Linked DNA regions of Mus musculus: region 2 is linked to region 1. The links are chromatin contacts, called in public HiChIP or PLAC-seq maps. All regions are on one chromosome and are shown on one strand. Each heading gives the region's core, a stretch centred on a gene start, on an enhancer-like site or on the middle of the called end of the contact. The rest is flanking DNA. Distances are from core to core; before and after follow the strand shown. Region 1 overlaps Adk (adenosine kinase). Region 2 overlaps Kat6b (K(lysine) acetyltransferase 6B).

What was found. HiChIP or PLAC-seq counts read pairs in DNA pulled down with a chosen protein or histone mark.
Region 2: a contact with region 1 is called in an H3K4me3 HiChIP or PLAC-seq map of bone marrow-derived macrophages, with 3 times the contacts expected there. The contact joins two enhancer-like sites. A contact is called at or near these places in 1 of 15 datasets of contacts at CTCF or cohesin (pro-B cells), 7 of 484 Hi-C or Micro-C datasets (the C2C12 cell line, the N1E-115 cell line, cerebellar granule neurons and 3 more), 6 of 115 datasets of contacts at active chromatin or transcription factors (astrocytes, bone marrow-derived macrophages, differentiating embryonic stem cells and 3 more) and 3 of 9 other capture datasets (bone marrow-derived macrophages, embryonic tail and embryonic trunk).

Annotation. Positions count from the first base shown.
Region 1 is chr14:21,266,950-21,269,795 of GRCm38.p6, reverse strand. The region is part of intron 6 of Adk (adenosine kinase); the gene reads right to left. Among named protein-coding and RNA genes, the nearest start is that of Gm52152, 150 kb to the left of the region's middle. Within about 2 kb of position 1,340, at least 15 of the 459 cell types and tissues checked have an H3K27ac peak or open chromatin away from gene starts, as enhancers often do. A contact at or near this core is called in bone marrow-derived macrophages, where this site is marked.
Region 2 is chr14:21,611,779-21,614,687 of GRCm38.p6, reverse strand. The region is part of intron 3 of Kat6b (K(lysine) acetyltransferase 6B); the gene reads right to left. Among named protein-coding and RNA genes, the nearest start is that of Dupd1, 100 kb to the left of the region's middle. Within about 2 kb of position 1,422, at least 21 of the 459 cell types and tissues checked have an H3K27ac peak or open chromatin away from gene starts, as enhancers often do. A contact at or near this core is called in bone marrow-derived macrophages, where this site is marked.

The sequences.
Region 1 (2,846 bases), core at 91-2,590:
TTTTTACATACTGTTTAATGTAGCTACTTAAGTACAGGTTGCCCCAAGCTTGTGATCCCGAGCCCTAGGATGGCAAGTAAGCATGTGCCACCATGCCTGGCTAGCATAACATTGCTTATTTTAAAATATCAAATAACACTGCATTCTGTGTATCTAACATATAGCAGATCTTCTCTCTGTTCATTTGTTGATGTAAACGTAAGATGTTCTTGCACACTTGTCTACTATGAATGACGCTGGAATGGAACCAAAGGAGATATTCCTTAGATATACTGATATCACCCTTTCTCCCATACAAATTCAAATATGGAATTGTTGGATCATCTGTTTTTGAGAAACTTGCAGTTTACCATGGTAACTCCACTAAGTTACATTCTTATGAATGAAGAGTGTACAGGTTTTCCTTCTGACTTTGCCTTTGTGTGTGTGAGTACGTAGTCACGTGAAGTGTACATAAATGTTTCTGGGAGATATGTATATGCCATAGCTTGATGTCTGTTGTCAGTCTCAGTTGTTCCCTAACACAATTGTTATTATTTTTTCTGTCAGTAACCTTTTATTTTCACTGTGCTATAAAATATAGTAATTAAAATATAGCATGTTGGTGCTTGAGAGATGGCTCAGAGGTTAAGAGCACTGGCTGCTCTTCCAGAGGTCTTGAGTTCAAGTCCCACACATGGTGGTTCATAGCCATCTATAATGAGATCTGGTGCCCTTATTGTTGTAAATAACCTTATTATTGTATATCCATACATATTAAGAATATACAATATATATGTGCATACAATAATTGCATATTCTTGGCAATTCTACATCTTCTTTAGAAAAATGTCTATTTATGCTTTGGCTCACTTTGAAATTGATTATGATTATCATGTGTACTGAGTTCTTTACAAGTTTGGATACTTAACTACTTGTCATTTCACAAAAGTACCCTTCCATCTTTGGATGGCTTTGCATTTTGCTGTTTCTTTTAGATGACAACAGGTTTCATTGGATGCCCTGTGAAATGGAAACTTACTGTTTCTTTGGAAAGTCAGTTGTGTCTAATGGTGTTTTGCTGTGAAGGAGTGTTTTCCTAAAGCAGACATGGGTGAAAGGATGTTTTGCTAAAGTAAGAATGTGAAAGGACGTGTGATGAAGGATTCTTTGCTAACAACACACATGTATTGGTTCACCTGACATCGTGTAGCTGAGCTCTGTTTGTCGCACTCCATAGAAACACACCATAAAACTTCTGGTGGTGTTTTGGTGGCTCCTTGCTGCTTCCACACACTCATGCTGACTAGCAGTGTGATGTCAGCTGATACAGAGTCATGTGGAGTTTTGCTAAGACAGACTGACGTCATGGAGGACACGTGACATTTGGAGGGAGTATAAACACGACTCATAGACTGTGAAAGAGGCTTGGTCTTGTGCCTTCGCTGATCTTCAAGTTGTTGAGAAAGACACTGCAGAGAACTCCTGGCAGCCCTGATAGTCTTGGTAGTCTCGTGCTGACTCGTGGCAAGTCAGGTGAGACCTGCTAGTTTCTGCTAGGTAGTCCCACCACTGCTGATTTGTGCTTGCTATCCTGACACTACTGAACTGGACTGCTGGTATACTCATTAAGTATTTTTGAGAGGATCAAACTGATACTGCTGACTCCTGTAAACTGAACTGCGGATTTCCTGACAATGCAGATGGGATTTTTTTCCATAGAACAGTCCTACACAGGTCCACTTCCCCTATATCCTAATAACCTTTCCTTCCCTCTACCTCTGGTGGTTATGGGCTAGAAGGAAAGTTAAAGTATTTAAGAACCCATATTAATGTAGGTTTTGAAAAAAAATATAAGCTTACAGTCTTGATTGTTTAATTTCCCTCCAGTTGCCTATCCTTTAGGTGACATTAAAAAAAAAAATCACTGCTAAGATCAATTTGATTGATTGCTTGCTATGACTTCTTATAGTTTTATGATTTCTAGCTATGTGTTTAAACCTGTAATCCATTTTGGGGGGGGGGAGAGAGACAGAGAGAGAGAGAGAGAGAAAGAGAGAGAGAAAGTATTAAGAGACATATACTAATATCTAAAGGAAGAACGCCTTCCTTCATTTTTCTCCTCTGCATGCTAACATCCATTTTTGATACCATACAATTTATTTAGGAATTTATCACCTGATAGACAGGTGATTATTTAGACTATTGTGCTATTTTCAATAATGGTGTTACAAATATTTGGGTATAAATGTTTGTGTAAACATAGGTGTTTATTTCTCTTTGGTATCTGGGTCAAAGAGTAAGGATCTGTAGTCAGCCAAATAAGGAAGGGCCAATATCCTACCAACAGTATATGGGTTTCAGTCCACTCATGTCCTCACTAACGCCTTGTCACTACCCAAGTCTTAGTTATAGCCATTCTAGTGTCTAGTGGGTATGGTGTTAAACCTTTATGGCTTTAACCTGTATGACTTTCATGCAAACGTTTAGCACCTCTCCATGTGTGTATTTTGAGGGGTGCTGGAGATGGAACCTACTTCCTTATATACTTGCTTACACATGTATCCCCTCTTCCTAAATGCTTTTTATGTGTATTTTTCATGAAGTGGGGGTAAAATAAGTTTCAAAGCCAAAATTATTACAGCTAACCTATTAGTTATGAGGACATACATGCACTAAGTCCTCTTCTCGTTAATTTACAGTGCAATAAATCTTAGTCTTCCTAGTAAATTAGTAGTTCTATAAAGAGAATGCTTTTTACATCTTTGAATCTATAACAGTGCTTCACAAGACACACATGGTAAGGAGATTCAATGAATGATGGTTGAATATATGTAACATCCAGGCTCATATCTCCCAAAATACAC
Region 2 (2,909 bases), core at 173-2,672, 340 kb before region 1:
CAGCCAGGTGGTGGTGGCACACACTTTTAATTCCAGTCCACAGGAGGCAGAGACAAGTGGACTTCTGAGTTCAAGGCCAACCTGATCCACAGAGAGAAAGCCTGTAATGAACAAACAAATGGAGACCATTCTCTGTTCTCCAAGTCCAGGGGCCACACTGTGCATTGTTCTTGATCTTGACACTATCACCAGGTAAACAGGCTTCTGATGTTGTGATGTTCAGCCTTACTTCAGGGCCAATGGAGCAATGGAGCTAGCTGACCACTGACTAAAACCTTCCAAACTATGGTCCAAAATAGACTTGCCTTTCACTGTGATGACTCAGTGACACTGTGGCTTCTTGAGGGCCGGGGCTCCCCTTCCTCTTCTGAGGTGAGGCTTTCATTCCTTGTCTTTCTATGTATTCCTCTTGGAATTCCTTCTGGTCACGGCCTCCGCTTTCCAACCCAATGATCCAATGTGTTTCTAGTCACTGTGAAACTAGATGACTAACCAACTGCTCCCTGAGGCATTCATACATAGCAACTCTAAGAAACCAGTGCTAACTGCCGCCCCCCACCCCCAAAACCATACATACGGCCAAAGGCTGCACCTTTCCCTCCCAGCTCCCCCAGCACGGGTAGGTTCCCCAGGCTCGCGAGGGAGGCTGACCTTCTACCTACAGATCCTGCTCATGTTCTGCAGAGAGGTTCTGTCCCTCTCCCAGCTGCGCCTCACAGCCTCTCTGCTGCCTCCTGTTTCAATGAGCTTCCACTTAGTGCGATGCTGTAATTTTGAACTGTACACTTATCTTAGATTTGCTAATTTGAAAACACACATGCACACAACTCATCTGTAAGTAAGATTTAACCACCCAGCAATCTGAGCAGCAGACACAAAATTTCATTTGGCATAATATCTAATACTTATGTGAAGCTAATTAAAGATAATTTGGCCTTAATGAGGCAAGGAGAATAGAACAGTGTTAATTTCAAAGTAGGCCGACCCATGAAAGTCAAGTAAAATCACTCCCCAGTCTCAGCATTTCCTCAGACCTGACTGAGGACTGTCTCAGTTTTATGAGTGGCTAGGACAATCTCCGGATGTGTCACGTGGCTGATCATGCAAGCCCCGTGGATCTAGAGGACAGACTTACTATTTTCCATTGTACAGAATAAGCAAATGTCTGTTGCAGCCAGCAGGAAGGGGAGTGGGGCATGGGGTTGGAGACACTACATTCGGGGCGGCTTTCTGTACCTCACTTCACATGTTTACTGCCCTTGACTTGAGCAGTTTTTTTTTTAAAATGGGACTTTTAGCAAGGAAAAAATGGAGTTCTGATCATTTGTTATACAGTCATCTTTAAAGCAGAGGAAGTCCAGTGATCTCACTTCATGTGGAAGCAGAAGGAAACAGTTACACTCATGTCTGTGGAAGCTCAGCGCAGTACAATCGTCATCACAGCAATGGGGCTTCAGAGAGAGGTGACTAAGAGCGTCGAGCACATATGGGAAGCACATTGAATAATCATCATCCTCCTGATGGCTGCATCTGGACTTCCTTCTTCTGGTTGTCTATTACTCATGGACATTTTTCTTTTTTAACAAAAATATCTTATGTTCAGAATTCCTTTGATCCTTACAAACAGTCCCGATTCCATCCTGCAGTCGGTGGGTCCTTCTGTGGATGGGAAGGCAGCAGGCTCTACAAGGCCACCTGGAGGACCAACCTTTAGTTCCCCTGGAGCTGCAGGACTGGACTGTGCCAGCATGGCTCCCATCCTGACAAGGCACTGCAGAAGCATGTGGCCCATCATGGTCTTCCTCATGAAAACCATGGTGTTAGAAACCACATGTACTCCAACGCCTCCTAAGATTAACCACATTTTACTTTGATGCTTCATTAAAAAAAAAAAAAAAAAAAAAAGATTTATTTTTATTTTGTGTGCATTGGTGTTTTGCCTGAAGTGACTGTATCAGATATCCTGAAACTGGAGTTACAGACACTTACAAACTGCCATGTGGGTCCTAGGAATTGAACCCAGGTCCTCTGGAAGAGTAGCCAATGCCCTTAACCCCTGAGCCATCTCTTCAGCCCCTGATGCTTCTTTTTTCTTAAGTTTTTCGAGACAGGGTTTCTCTGTGTAGTCTTGGCTGTCCTGGAACTCACTCTGTAGACCAGGCTGGCCTCGAACTCAGAAATCCGCCTGCCTCTGCCTCCGGAGTGCTGGGATTAAAGGTGTGCGCCACCACGCCCAGCGATGCTTAATTTTAGGAGGAAAAAGGAATATAGTTTTTTTCCTAATTGACCAGAGGGCGTACATGTCTACACAGTATTCCATAATTGGGATCTTCTCCCAGCCCCTGAAGTAGTCAAATCCAAGCTGATACACTCACAGATGGTTAAGGAACTGCCAGAGCACTGCTCTACTTTAGAGCCCAGAGAGGCACCTTCAGGCATCCTCTGTGCTCTACAGAATACACTATGCCCCAAGGTTTGCATTTCTGCCAGTAACAGGTAGATGTATGTGATCCAGGGACAGAGAACCTGACCCTTCTCTACTTGCTAGAAAAGAAGGGTACTTTTGAGGGCAGAAAGGACAAGCCTGGGAAGCAAGGATGGAGAAGTGGGAAGCTTCAGAGAAAAGACATTTCAGCCACTTTTGTGCAGAGGGGGCCAGACCTCCCTCTGCTGGGTCTTCAATCTGGGAAGACTAGGGGAGCTTGATGGTATTATAAAGTCTAAGATCAACCTGGGTAGAATTACACCTTGATACCCTATAAGGAAGGCCTTGAAGTTATGATAAAATCCCAGATTCGCAACAACTCAGCAGGGCCGGGTGTGTCATCAGCAATGAGGAATATATGAAGAGAATCTTTCTTCCCACTTGCGAAATCTGTCTGCGTGCCCCATGAATAGATATTAAAACA